Linked DNA regions of Oryctolagus cuniculus: region 1 is linked to region 2. A link is a contact called in public Hi-C data. All regions are on one chromosome and are shown on one strand. The core of a region is the stretch at or near the end of the contact, and the rest is flanking DNA. Distances in the headings are between cores, read along the strand shown.

The links. Hi-C and Micro-C count contacts between places; a contact is called where the count stands out from the background.
Region 1: a Hi-C map of psoas muscle shows a contact between it and region 2, with 7 times the contacts expected there. The contact joins the promoter of LOC100353195 here to the promoter of MEIG1 in region 2. A contact is called at or near these places in 2 of 6 Hi-C or Micro-C datasets (psoas muscle and an unstated tissue).

Annotation. Positions count from the first base shown.
Region 1 is chr13:41,206,718-41,212,976 of mOryCun1.1, reverse strand. LOC100353195 (acyl-CoA-binding domain-containing protein 7) reads left to right here and starts at 2,706. Exons shown (of 3, transcript XR_011381481.1): 1 at 2,706-2,840. LOC100351937 (ribonuclease P protein subunit p38) reads right to left here and starts at 2,820. Exons shown (of 4, transcript XR_011381477.1): 1 at 2,560-2,820; 2 at 1,578-1,629; 3 at 1-13.
Region 2 is chr13:40,945,173-40,952,163 of mOryCun1.1, reverse strand. MEIG1 (meiosis/spermiogenesis associated 1) reads left to right here and starts at 3,342. Exons shown (of 3, transcript XM_008268325.4): 1 at 3,342-3,499.

The DNA.
Region 1 (6,259 bases), core at 1,457-3,956, 260 kb before region 2:
ATCGTGGAAAATCCTTCAGAGATGCAAAATGACAATGGAAAAGTCATGTTAGCTAGAAATGCACGCCTTCAGAGTACCTTGGTCGTACGGATTCTTGGTAAGCTATAGCAAGCATGTGTATGTAGACCAATTAGGTGACCACACATTTAACCTCTTTCAAGATTAACTTTCCCCATTTGTCTCATGACTTTGTCTTTATTCACAGGCAGGATGTGAATGTTCTGCATGGTTGTAATCGGTGAAATTCCACTTGTTTATTCATTCAAAATGTTCATAATTCTCTTTTTGGGGGCTGTATGGCATTAATCTTATAGATTTGTTTCCATTTTCTAAAGTGCTCTCTAGTTGGGACTCCTGTTCACTGAGCACCTGCAGTGTGTGGATGGAGTTCTAGGCCCTGGGATTCATGGGGCCCAGGAGACCTCTGCCATTCATAATTAACCAACTGTGATTCTGTCAAGACCTGAGCCGTGTGCTCCCTTCTGTGACTCTGCCTTCCTCCTTGCACCCAGTTTCTTGTATATCCGTCCTGAAACACTGACTGCACAGGCAGAGGTATACTTGTATCTCCCCTGCCCCTCCCCACACGGTTATTCCAAGCTGACTTCCCTCCCTGGCAACTTTACAAAAACTGAGGAAACGTGGTGGTGAGACTTAAAGACATTGTTTCAGTAAGGAAAAGCAAGAAGAGGGATCCTTACTGCTGGGATCCACTGGTCTAGGGCATACCCTCCCTATCCTCAGGGCGACTGCCTAGGCCTGCCTTTCCTCGCCTTCTATCTGGCATTCAGTTGAGAACCATGGGCACCCTCGTGGCAAAGCTAATGGAAGCTACATGCTCTCCGAGAGTGTGTGGGCAACATGTCAGAACATACAAGGCCCCTGCTGCGTGTGCTCCTTGATTCTCAAAACATTCCTGCAGAACTCCCCAAGGTGGGAGTGAGGAAACAGACTCACTACGCCAAGTCACAAGTAGTTTTCCAAATCCCAGTTTTCTGCTTATTCAGTCCTAGCTGCACCTCAGAAATAACCTGTGGCTTTAAAAATATTTATCCAGATAGTTGGTCTTCACCTAGAATCTCTGAGAATAGGGCCAGGGCATCTGTGTTAGTGAAAAGCTGCCCAGGTGAACCTGACAGAGAACCAGAATGAGCAACTGCAGGTGTGGGAGAGGCCGCCCTTCCACACCGGGCAGCTCTGAGAAATGGCCCTCGCCTCTCCTCAGCTGTGACGCTCCTCCCAGTCACCTTCCCACAGAAAACTTAAATTCCACTCCCTGGGGTCAGAGATCAAACCCCAGTCGTGTCAGTAGTACCCACGCTGGGCACTGCTGCCTACGCTGCTTCCTTCGGGCCCACCACACTGCCCTCCCCAGCATCCCGACAAGCTCAGGGAACTGGGAAGGAAAGTGATTCTTCCAAATCCACTTAAGTATCGCTAACTGCTGGCATCAGGTTAAAGCTGGTCAGGAAGGGGAAATAAGTGAGGAGCAAGACAAATGCGACTGCACAGGGATCTTGCCAAAACACAAGTCCCTTAAGATGTTCAGCATCTGAACAGCAGGGGTAGAGACTTACAGCTCTGTGCTCCAGAGGGGTAACAAGAGGCGTTAACTTCTGAATGCAGAACCTGGCGGGGGAGATAAAAAGGTGTAAGTGGCTTGGATAAGCAGAAGTTCATGCAGTACAATCCAGAAACAAAATACTGTAAGAATAGCTTGGGAAAATAGACCTCGCTGAGGTGCCTTCCGAACTATGTCTCCGAGCCTCTACTTCCAATAGAGTCAAGGCAAATGACCCAGACAAAGAGGGTTCTTATCTCCTGGTTCTATCTCCAGAAGGCCTGGGGCGGGGCGGGGCGGGGCGGCATTTGGGGCTGGAGCCAGGAATACCATCCGGTTTTCCCAGGTGGGTGGCAGGAACCCCAATGACTTGAGCCATTACCATTTCAGGGATCCCAGTGTTTGCATCAACAGGAAGCTGGGGTCTGCAGCTGGGTTTTGAACCCAGGCACTCCAGTGTGGGGCACAGGCATCTCAACTGGTAGGCTAAATGCCCGCTCGATCCCCAACTGCAAACTGACGGTGCCACGGAAGGCCCTCCACGCTCTGACCCCATGTCTCACCTGCCTTTCTCCCTACACTCCCCCCAGCACATTTTACACTCAACACCAAACCACACGCATACTCACTAAGCCATTAGTTTCTCCCCTCCCTGTCTATACTGCCTGGAATACCACGCCTCCCTTCAGCCCCTCAATGCACGCGGAGCAGTGGAAGGCAGAAAGGTCAGGGTGGGGTTTTATCTTTGTAGTTCCCCCGCCCACCAGGTGCGGTAATCCAGGCACCCAGAGGAGCCCAAGTAGAAGCGCGCGCTGGTCCCGGGAGGTAGCCGGAAGCCCCGCGGCTGCGCGACAGGCCCCCAGGAAGCCCTGGCTACCGTGCGTGGCCGGGGCCGCGACCTCGGCCTCCGGACCCAGCCGGAGACCCAGGCTCGATTCCACCCGGGCCGGGGTCCTTCCTCCCCAGCCTGGCTTCTCCCGCACCCCAGCTCCACTTACAGCTCGCGTCTCCCAGCGGACCACGGCGGCGGCTGCACGTGCGCCTGCGCCGCGCCTGCGCACAGCCCTCGCCTGCCGGCAGCGCCTTCCTCTCGCTGTTGGGGCTGGGCGGAGGTGCTGAGCGCGCTCCGCGTTGGTTTACTCCGCCGTAAGGATCTTCACCCACCCGATGTCGGGCTGCGGGGAAGCCACAGAGCGAGGCCTCAGCTTTGAACCGGGAGCGGAGGCTCCGGCGTGTGCGCGGCGCAGCTTGCTTCTCGCGAGATCTTAGGGTTGCCATGGTGAGTTGCCGCCGCGTTCTCCAAGCCTGCGGGTTGGGAGACCGTCCAGTTCTCCAAGCCTGCGGGTTGGGAGACAGTCAACCGGTGAAACTCCCCGGAGGCTGGTTCCCTCAGGGCGTCTTTGCTCCTGTCTGCACCCTCCTATTTCTAGCTCGGTTTCCGTCTTTCAGAGCCTTGTAAGTCTTAGCTCGCTCTTTTCCCTCCTTAGGGACGCAAAACCCCAGCCCTTGCTGCCCCAGTCCCTCACTCTCCGTCGGATCCCTGCGCACGACCCACCGCCCTGGAAAGAAGAGAAACGGGTGGGGGGTGGATGGGTGGGTGAGACACTTCCCAGGCAGTAATGTAATCCTGGGAATAATGTAGAGAGGAAGAGTAGGGCTTTTCGCATCCCGGAACACGGCATCCTCTGCGGTGGTTACTGCAGCCAACGCAGAGGGCAGTTAGGAGCGGACTCGGGTGTCGCCGGCAGTCGGTGAAAACAGCGGAGGGAGAGTGTTAAGGTCGGGGCTCTACACTTGGCTGTGCACTACACACCTCAGTAGGTTGTTAATGAGCTGCTCACCCCCGCCCCTTTTCCTCTTCCGCTTTAACCTGAGCCACCATCCTGACCCTCTCATACTGGGGGTGCTTCAAAAAGTCCTTGGAGAATGAAATTAAAAGATGAGTTTCTCGTGGTGCAAAATTTCTTTTTAAATCCATGCACACGAGGGTCTTCAGAACAGCCATGAAAAATGAGTATCATGAAGAAACCGCATAGATTTAATAGATTTTTTTTTGCACCAAAATACAATCTTTTTTAAAAAAATTATTTCTTTGCAAGACAGAAAGACAAGACCACAGTCCTGGTTCACACCCCAGATGCCCACAGTGGCCAGAACAAGGCTGGTCCGAAGTCAGGAGCTGGAGCCCAGTCTAGGTCTCCCACACGGGAGGCAGGGCACCATCACTTGAGCATCACGTGCTGCCTCCCAGGGTATGCATCACCGGGAAGCGGGAATCAGGTTGCAGAGGAACCAGCTGGTGTCTGAACTGCTAGGCCAAATGCCCACCCTGGTCTTTTAATTCCATTGCCATGAACTTTTTGAAGTATCCTCGTACATATTTTCCTCCTTTTTTTCAGTCTATGCTCTGCTTGTTTCCCATTTTGGAATCTGGTTTATATAAATTTTGATAGCCTACATAGTACCTAACTGACCATAAAGTAAACACTACAAAAAGTGGCATTGCTTTTGGTCAAAAACTGCAAGTTACACAAGGTTAAAGTATAATCTGATTTTTATCACATGTAGAAAGTTGAAAAAGGGCAGTTGGGGCAGCATTGTGGTGTGGTGGGTTAAGCTACCTTCTGTGTTGCTAGCATCCTGTATCAGATAGCTGGTTCCAGTCCCAGCTGCTCTGCTTCCAATCCAGCTCCCTGCTAATGTGTCTGGGAAAGCAGCAGAAGATGGCCCAAATACCTGGGCCCCTTCCACCTATGTGAGAGACCCAGATGGAGTTCAATGTTCCTGGCTCTGGCCTGGCCCAGCTCATGGTAGCTATCTGTGGAATGAACCAGCAGATGGAAGATCTCTTTGTCTGTATCTCTTCTTCACTCTGCCTTTCAAGTAAATATTTAAAAAAAAAAGAATAAGCTACCATGAGATTGAGTACAACAACAGGCTTTTGTTTCAGAAAATGGATTATAGTAGTTCATTATGGAGAATTAAACATGGAATCCTAAAAACAGACACACAGATCTCATTGAAATACTAGAATTATGGGAAGAAAATCTGTCTAATTCTTTGTCCCTGTTAAGGTTCCAGATTTATCATTTGAGCATCATCTTAGTATTTATTAGCTGGGTAGGGATTATCAGTGGTTACATGTCTCTGGAGCCAGGCTACCTGGTTGAAATCCTAATTTCATCACTGACTAGCTATAACTCTAGGCTACCTAATTAACCTCCTCTGTGAAGTGATAAAAATAGTACCTGTTTTGAGGATTAGAGGAGCTGATCTATTTAAGATGCTTAGCATAGTGCCTGGCATATAGTCTTGGCAGTCCTGATAAATAGTTTTGTAATGAATACAGTGACAACCTGGCAGAATTAAGTGAATGAAAATTATATGTAGCTTCTTTATTTCAGTGCTTTTTTTAAGACTAGCGATACAGTTTCCACAATAATTTTGTGAAAATGAACATTTCAAAATTAGTTTCTGTCCCATTTGTATCACACAAGCATGATAACAAAAAAGAATTGTTTCCATGGCCCGGAATCTCCAAACATATTTCCTTTCTGCACTCCCTTCTAATTTGTTTCACAATATGTATGCTTTAATAGGAGTAATTATAAAGGTATGTAAAAAGTTTGGAAGCAATGAAATTAAAAGAAGTCTATTTTGGTGGGGAAAATTCTGAGGGCAGGCATTTGGCTCACTGATGCGAGCTGGGATGCCTGTATCTCCTACTGGAGTGTCTGCATTGTTCCTGATTCCCACTTCCTGCTATTGCATGTCCTAGGAGGCAGCAGATGATGGCTTCTAAACATGGATGCAAAAGAAGGAAGGGAGGGAGGAAGGAAAAGGAGGAAGGAAGAAGAGGGAGAGAGGAAAGAAAGAAAAAAGAAAAAAGGGGGCCAATGCTGTGGCACAGCGGGTTAAAGCCTCCATCTGCCGTGCTGGCATCTCATGGACACTGGTTCAAATCCTGGCTGCTCCACTTTCGATCCAGCTCTCTGCTATGGCCTGGGAAAGCAGTGGAAGATGGCCCAAATGCTTGGGCCCTGCACCTGTGTGGGATACCCGAAAGAAGCTCCTGGCTCCTGGCTTCGGATTGGCACAGCTCCAGCTGTTGAGGCCAGTTGGGGAGTGAACCAGCGTATGGAAAACCTCTTTCTCTGCCTCTCCCTCTCTCTCTGTGTAACTCTGACATTCAAATAAATAAATCTTTAAAAAAAAAAAAAACAGTAAATGGTAATGAAAATTCTATGGGAAAGCTGAATGCAGGCTTAAAAAAAAAAAAAGAAAATTCTTGTAAACCATCCTGTTGAAAAAATCAAGGGAGAAATGTTACAGTATCACTGAGACATTTTTTTTTTTAAAGAAAAGCTATTGATCAGATTCAGCATCCATTCATATTAACAATTCCTATGAAATTACAAGAGAAATTAATTTCTTTAACATAGTAACATACACCAAAATCTCACCACTGCAGTAAACATCACATTTAATAGTGGAAAACTGAAAGTATTACATTTAAGGTATAAGAGTGCTCATATTACTATATTTTTTAAAGATTTATTTTATATATTTGAAAGATGGAGTTACAGAGAGAGGTAGAGGTCTTCCATCACTTGGTTCACTCCATTCCAACAGCTGGAGCTGAGTCAAATCAGAGCCAGGGAGTTCTTCCAGGTCTCCCACGTGGGTGCTGGGGCCCAA
Region 2 (6,991 bases), core at 2,093-4,592:
GTTACAAATCAACCTCTTACTAAGATGAACTGAACTGAGGCACGGTGTCGCTAATCACAAGAGTCATAAGGTCATTTATCTCCCCTGTAGATAATGTCTTGTTTGGTCTTGTCTTGTGGGTCCCCCTTCCCCAGGAACTCCAGGACCCAAAGAACTCTGAAGCCCACTTTGTCATCATCAAAAGTCCCAGATGAACACGACATCCCTAATTAAAGGAGGGCCATAAGCAGTACCCACCACTCCAGGATGCGCCTACCAGCTGACCATGCACCTCTCAACCCCAGCTTCAATCTACAGGAACCTTTACCCAGGTTCAGCCCCTTGAAGTGACCAGGGAACCAAGCCACAGCCGCCCAGCTCCTTGCTCTGTGCTCTGCAATGAGTACCGACTTTCTTCCACAACCCCACTGTCAGTGATTGGCTCGCTGCGTGTTAGGTGAGCAAAATCAGGTTTCAAGAATTCTACAAGTGGTGTTCAATCAATGGAGAGATGGCATCAGAACACGGTAAATCAGTGCTTCTTCAGAGACACAAAGCAATATATGAATACATCAGACATATGTTATTACCAGGGAAATCAGGAATCAGAATGCCAACCTTACAGAGTGTCAGCTAGTTCTTGCAGCCATAAACTCAGAGAACCACTGGACTGGATTTTGTAAAGAATACTTTGGGGCTGGCGCTGTGGCATGGTAGGTTAAGCCTTTACCTGTGTGCCGGTTTGTCTCCCAGCTGCTCCTCTTCCAATCCAGCTCTCTGCTGTGACCTGGGAAAGCAGCAGAAGATGGCCCAAGTCCTTGGGCCTCTGTACCCATGTGAGAGACCCAGAAGAAACTCCTGGCTCCTGGCCTTGGATCTGCTCAGCTCTGGCCATTGTGGCTATTTGAGGAATAAACCAGAGATTGGAAGACCTTTCTGTCTCTCCATCTCTCTGTTTGTGACTCTGCCTTTCAAATAAATAAATGTTAAGCAAGAAAGAACTCAGGCTGGAAAAGGGAGCCAGTTGAAAAGCTGTTCAATGCTCCAGTGAAGATAATAGTGAGGATTAATTTATTCATTCAGCAAATAGTCACTGGCCCTCTACTATGGATCAGACACTGTTCTTGAGTTTTCAGCTCTAAACATACAGTAGTGAGGAAAGTTTACAAAAATCTCTGTGATCATGGAGTGCACATTCTGATTGAAATACTCTCTACCATTTATGTAGCAGCTCCCAGAGTGTTTCACACTTATTATTTCATCCTCACAACAAACCCATCGGATTGACCATTTTTGTACTCACTTCACAGTTGAGGAAACTATGGCTTAGGAACTTGCACAAGAGCATGTTGGTAGTTATTAGAACTAGTTATTTGCATCTGGATTATTATTTGAATATTTGCCAGTTATTTGAATCTGGATTCAAATCCCAGAAAACCACCACTCCCCTAGCTCCCTTACCATATTCCTTCCACAGGATCGGGTTAAATATACTAATAAAATATACTGCTTTAGCATCTACTGTGTGCTAAGTACTGTTAGGCCAGTGTGGTGGGGCCAAATGATCCACAGTTACAGAGAAAGGGAGTCAGGGTTGTATACAAATCTCGTAGTGTGTCGCTGGCTTTGTAAGGACAGATTTTTATTCTGCAGAAGATGGAAAGCCATTGCAGAGCTATAAACCAGAGTGACACAACATGACTTAGACTTTAAATGGACTGCACTGACTGTTGCACTGAGAACAGACAATAGGGATGTGGAAAGTGGCAAGAGAGAACTGTTGGGGGCTATTGCAAGGACCAGAGGGAAAAATGATGGTGGCCTGGACTTGGATGAGAGCTGTAAAGCCAAAAGGTTTTACTTCCGGAAAGGAATGAAAGGTAAGAGAAAGAGGGATTCTAGGTGTTACCTACTAAAAGGGAAACACAAGGAAGGAGCAGGGGTTTTGACCAGTGAAAGGTAGAAGTTTCAGGAGTTGTTTTGCACAACCAAATAGATGTTGAATATTGGTTGAATATACAAGTGTAAAATCCAGAGGAAGATTTAGGCTGAGGAAATAAAATTTGGTATCACAGTAAGTAGATGGAGCTGATGTTTTGGTTTTAGGCTTATTTTACTTTTTTTTTTTTTTTTTTTTTACAGGCAGAGTGGACAGTGAGACAGAGAGAGACAGAGAGAAAGGTCTTCCTTTGCCATTGGTTCACCCTCCAATGGCCACCGTGGCCAGTGTGCTTCGACCAGCACACTGCGCTGATCTGATGGCAGGAGCCAGGTACTTATCCTGGTCTCCCATGGGGTGCAGGGCCCAAGGACTTGGGCCATCCTCCACTGCACTCCCTGGCCACAGCAGAGAGCTGGCCTGGAAGAGGGGCAACTGGGACAGAATCCGGCGCCCCGACTGGGACAAGAACCCGGTGTGCCAGCGCCGCAAGGAGGAGGATTAGCCTAGTGAGCCGCGGCGCCGGCCTTATTTTACTTTTAATATGTGTTAGCTTTGTTTTGATATGACTCATTTAATTAGAAGTTTAAATAATTTGTACTATGGCATGTGTTTAAGAACTAGCTCAAACTCTAAAATTTTAACTATAGGTTGAGTATCCCTTAGCTGAAGTGCCAAGTGCTTCATCAGATTTTGGAATATGTGTACACACATAATGAGGTATTTGGGGGATGGGACCCAACTTAAACATGAAATTCATGTATAGATCTAGCCTAAGGATAACTTTATACATTCTTTTTAGTGTACCTGCATTTTGACTGTGGCCCATGACAGGAGGTCAGGTGTGGAATTTCCTGCTAGTGGGGTCATGTCTGTACTCAAGTGTCAGATTTTTTAGCATTTTGAACCTCCTTATTAGGGCTGCTCCGCCTGTACTGGTTCTAGCACCAAGCCATTGCCTCTTTTTCTTCCACTGTAATTTATCAGCAAATTATGATAGCTCTATGTTCAAGATATATCTTGAATCTGATCACTTTTCACTAACATAGATGGTATTTTAAATATAATGAAGGTAATGTTAGAAAAATACCATTTACTGTAGGTTTACTAAATGCCATCGGTATTTTGCCTCGCCCTATGGATTCGTTCTTTCAGTCCCCACACAGTAATAGACACTAGAGTCCCGTCAGGACCAGAAACCGCTTTCTTAGGAACTCCGGCTGGGGCTCAAAGGACAGCAAATAACACATCTCACTTCACCTCTGCTCATGGATATACCCAGGCCCATTACCCACATTCGCTCCGTCATTAACTTGTCAAAAGACCCCGCACCGCTTCCCACGCCACACTAGCACCAGCCCTTGCGCATGCGCACAAAGACCCGCTCCCAGGGGGCGTGACGCGCGAACTGGGCGGGACCTGAGCGGCCCACGCGTTGCTAGGCGACACGAGGGTTGCAAAGGCGGCGGCAGTTGGCTTGCCGCTGCTCCGGCCTACAGATCTCGAGTGGAGAACGCGAGCACCGCCGCGCCCGCCTGCGAGTTCCCGGGTGCAGCGCCCCGGTCCTCTCCTGCTTGGAGGGTAACCACGGAGAGCCGAATCCCAGGGGTGGGTGGGTGCGTCGCTGGGGGCTTGGCCCCTGCCCACGCCCATGCAGCCGGGCCAGCCCAGGCTCCGCCCCTCCGCCCCTCGCCCTCACCGGCCCGCCGCAGCCGCTGGGTGCTGCCTGTGTCCTTTCTCCTCTGGTTCCTGAGTTTTCACATCCACACTGCTTTTTAACGAATGGCCTTCTTTGGCTCCTCTTGAGTTTCGGGTCTGGTTATCCTGTAAGGCTCCTGGCCGTCGCGTGCCCCCCTTTGTCTTTAGCGGTTGTGACTGTGGGGACTCAATCCTTAGATCACTGGTTTTAGAATACTTTGTCCGTCATGGCCTGCTCCAAGCACAGTGATTTCTGAGGGACTGGGGAGGCGTGCCGGCTGTGGGGCTCCCACAGGGGCGCTCTTACGCTGCACCAACGCAGCTCAGCACCCTGGCCCGAGGACGCCAAGGCGTATTTGGGGAACCTCTTTTGTGTTTCGTCTGCAAACCCAACATTGGTTGGGGAATTGAAGGACTTTGGAGACCCTCTGATGCGATTCTTCTGTGCCGGTTCTGAAACAAGAAGTCCAGGATCGTTGAGCGTCCTAACCCGGGTTCTGTAAAGGGCTGCTCCTCCGCGTCCTGCTGCCGCTTAGTAACGGAAATAATCAAAGGGGGGCAGGGGAGGAAGAGCGAAATGGGAGACGCAGGAGGATGATGCTGACGGGGTTGACTGCCACGGAGGTAAACACACGTTTCAGAGCGAAAGGAGGTAAAAGGGTTTTCCGCGCAGGGTCGTTTGGGGTGACTGCCTGCGTCAGAGGCGTCCAATGTCACAGTGCAACTTGAGATGGGCAAGGGCTGCAGATCGGTGCAGGGTTCTTTAATGCTCAAATCAGCCCTAACACTGTTGATACAGTTCCGTTTTCATAGACTGGAGATTCAAGAATTACCATTTGCTGGTTTGGGAGCCACAAATGGTAGCAGAGTAACCATTTGGTTTGAAAGTGCTGTAACTAGCAGAATTAGTTTGCCACTGAATTTCACTGAAACATGTCATCAAGGAACTGGAAGTTCATCTTTGCTAGTTGTAACTTCATTTTGTGTTAAGAGTGACACCCTGACTCCCCTAAAAAAGGAATCTGTGCCGATACTATAGAGCAGAGTTATAGTAGCAACTAGGGTTCCTATCATAGTGAAAATTACATTCATGTTCCATTTAGACTTTTGAGAAAACAAAATATCAAGATGTGCATTTCTAATAAGACAAATGGTAGTTTCTCCAGAAGTTCAACTGAATGCTGCCTATTTTCTTTTTTCTATTAAATGTAGTATTTGTATAACATAGTTGACATAATTATTTGAAATAAAAAATGATGACATTCATAAAAACTTATTTTCTGCCTGAATGTGAACAAGAATTTTTATAACAAAAAGTCAAGCCTGAAACAAAAATTGATAAAGCAAAAAAATTAAGGTTGTATCACTACTTTTAGAAAATACATTTGATCCATAAAAGCAATGTAAGCCACCAAATTCATATAAAAACATGACTAATTTTGAGTGTCTTTAATACAGTGAATTTATACTTTGTGTTTCTTAGTTTCTTTTTTCTGTTATATATATTCTATAATTGTATATGTAAATGTATTATTAGGCTGTAACATATTTATATCCAACTCATTTGTTTGTTGTAACTAGTATAAGGGGGCTTAAAGTTCAAGGAAAATGGAATTAGGCTGGCGCTGCGGCTCACTAGGCTAATCCTCTGCCTTGCGGTGCCGGCACACCAGGTTCTAGTCCCAGTCAGGGCACTGGATTCTGTCCCGGTTGCCCCTCTTCCAGGCCAGCTCTCTGCTATGGCCCGGAAGTGCAGTGGAGGATGGCCCAAGTCCTTGGGCCCTGCACCCGCATGGAAGACCAGGAGAAGCACCTGGCTCCTGGCTTCGGATCAGCGCGATGCGCTGGCCGCAGAGTGCCGGCCACGGCAGCCATTGGAAGGTGAACCAACGGCAAAAGGAAGACCTTTCTCTCTGTCTCTCTCTCACTGTCCACTCTGCCTGTCAAAAAAAAAAAAAAAAAAAAAAAAAAAAAAAAGTTCAAGGAAAATGGAATTAAAAGAAAATGTGAAGGGGCTGGCACTGTGGCATAGTGGGTAAAGCCACTGCCTGCAGCGCCAGCATCCCATATGGGCGCCGGTTCTTGTCCCAGCTGCTCCACTCCTATCCAGCTCCCTGCTAATGGCCTGGGAAAAAGCCTCAGAAGATGGCCCAAGTGCCTGGGCCCTGCACTCATGTGAGAGTCCTGGATGAAGCTTCGGGCCCCTGGCTTTGTGGTCATCTGGGGAGTAAACCAGCAGATGGGAGATCTGTTTCTCCTTCTCTCTTTCAAATAAATAAATAAATCTTTTTTAAAATGTGAATTTTCCAAGAACTTTTAGAAGCTCCCTTATCTATTGTGTACCAGTGGTTCAGTGACCAGAATTAAAGGGCATAGTTTCACTGAAACATGGCTTACTTATAACTGTTCTGTCAGATAGTACAGATTTTACATAAATTCAAAGAGTACTGTAAGAGTGAACTGCGTTAAAATGCCAACATGAGCCTAAATCTAAATAAAGATAGAAAACTTTTTAAAGTCCATACTAACAAAATTCTAATTTCCTTTGGTCTGATCAACAGACATGTTGGTATGCTCACTGGAAGAAAATCTAAACAGCAATCATAATGATATACCCACTTTATGTACTTGCTACTTTCATCAAGATGAGAACTCTATGGCTCAAATAACTTCATTTAAATTCCTTTAAATCTGCAAATTAGTCCAAACAACTGTGGGAAAGACGGTTCAGAATAGAGAGTAAATGCTAAGTAAGTGTTAAGTAAGTAATGTAACAATCTAGAGGGGTGTAGCATAGCACAGACCAATCTCCTTATTTTTCACAGAGAAGAGCCAGTCAGTGCCTGAGTGTGACTGGGAAACAGGTGACTCAGCGTTCTGCCAGAATTGTCTTTTTTTTTTTTTTATTCGCTACTCAGAGGACTTTTAGGCTACATCTTTCACACAGAGGAGCATGCCTCTGAATTTCAGCAAATCCACCAATTTTGGTTTTCTCTACTCCCCCCCCCCCATCAAATCCACATAATGCTAAATTTATGACTCTTGTAAAAGCATTTATTATAAGACTCCTTTTTATAAACCTTTTGGGATGATCTTTACTCAGTAAGGATGGCTATTTCTAACTCCTGTGAGGATGATCTTCCCTTTCCTTTTTGCACTTTAATGTATTTCTTGACCTCTTATAGTGAGCATTTGTCATTGTGATAAAAAAAAACTTTAAAAATATTAGTTAATTTACAGGATCTACTTTGTGAAGTCTGATTTTAATGTGTTGAAGTCCATAGAACTATATCTTAATGGGAGAATGGATTCAAAGAATCTTGGTGAAAATCCTAGGCATACCAGTCACTTATTTCAGTTAAATGTCTGATAAGA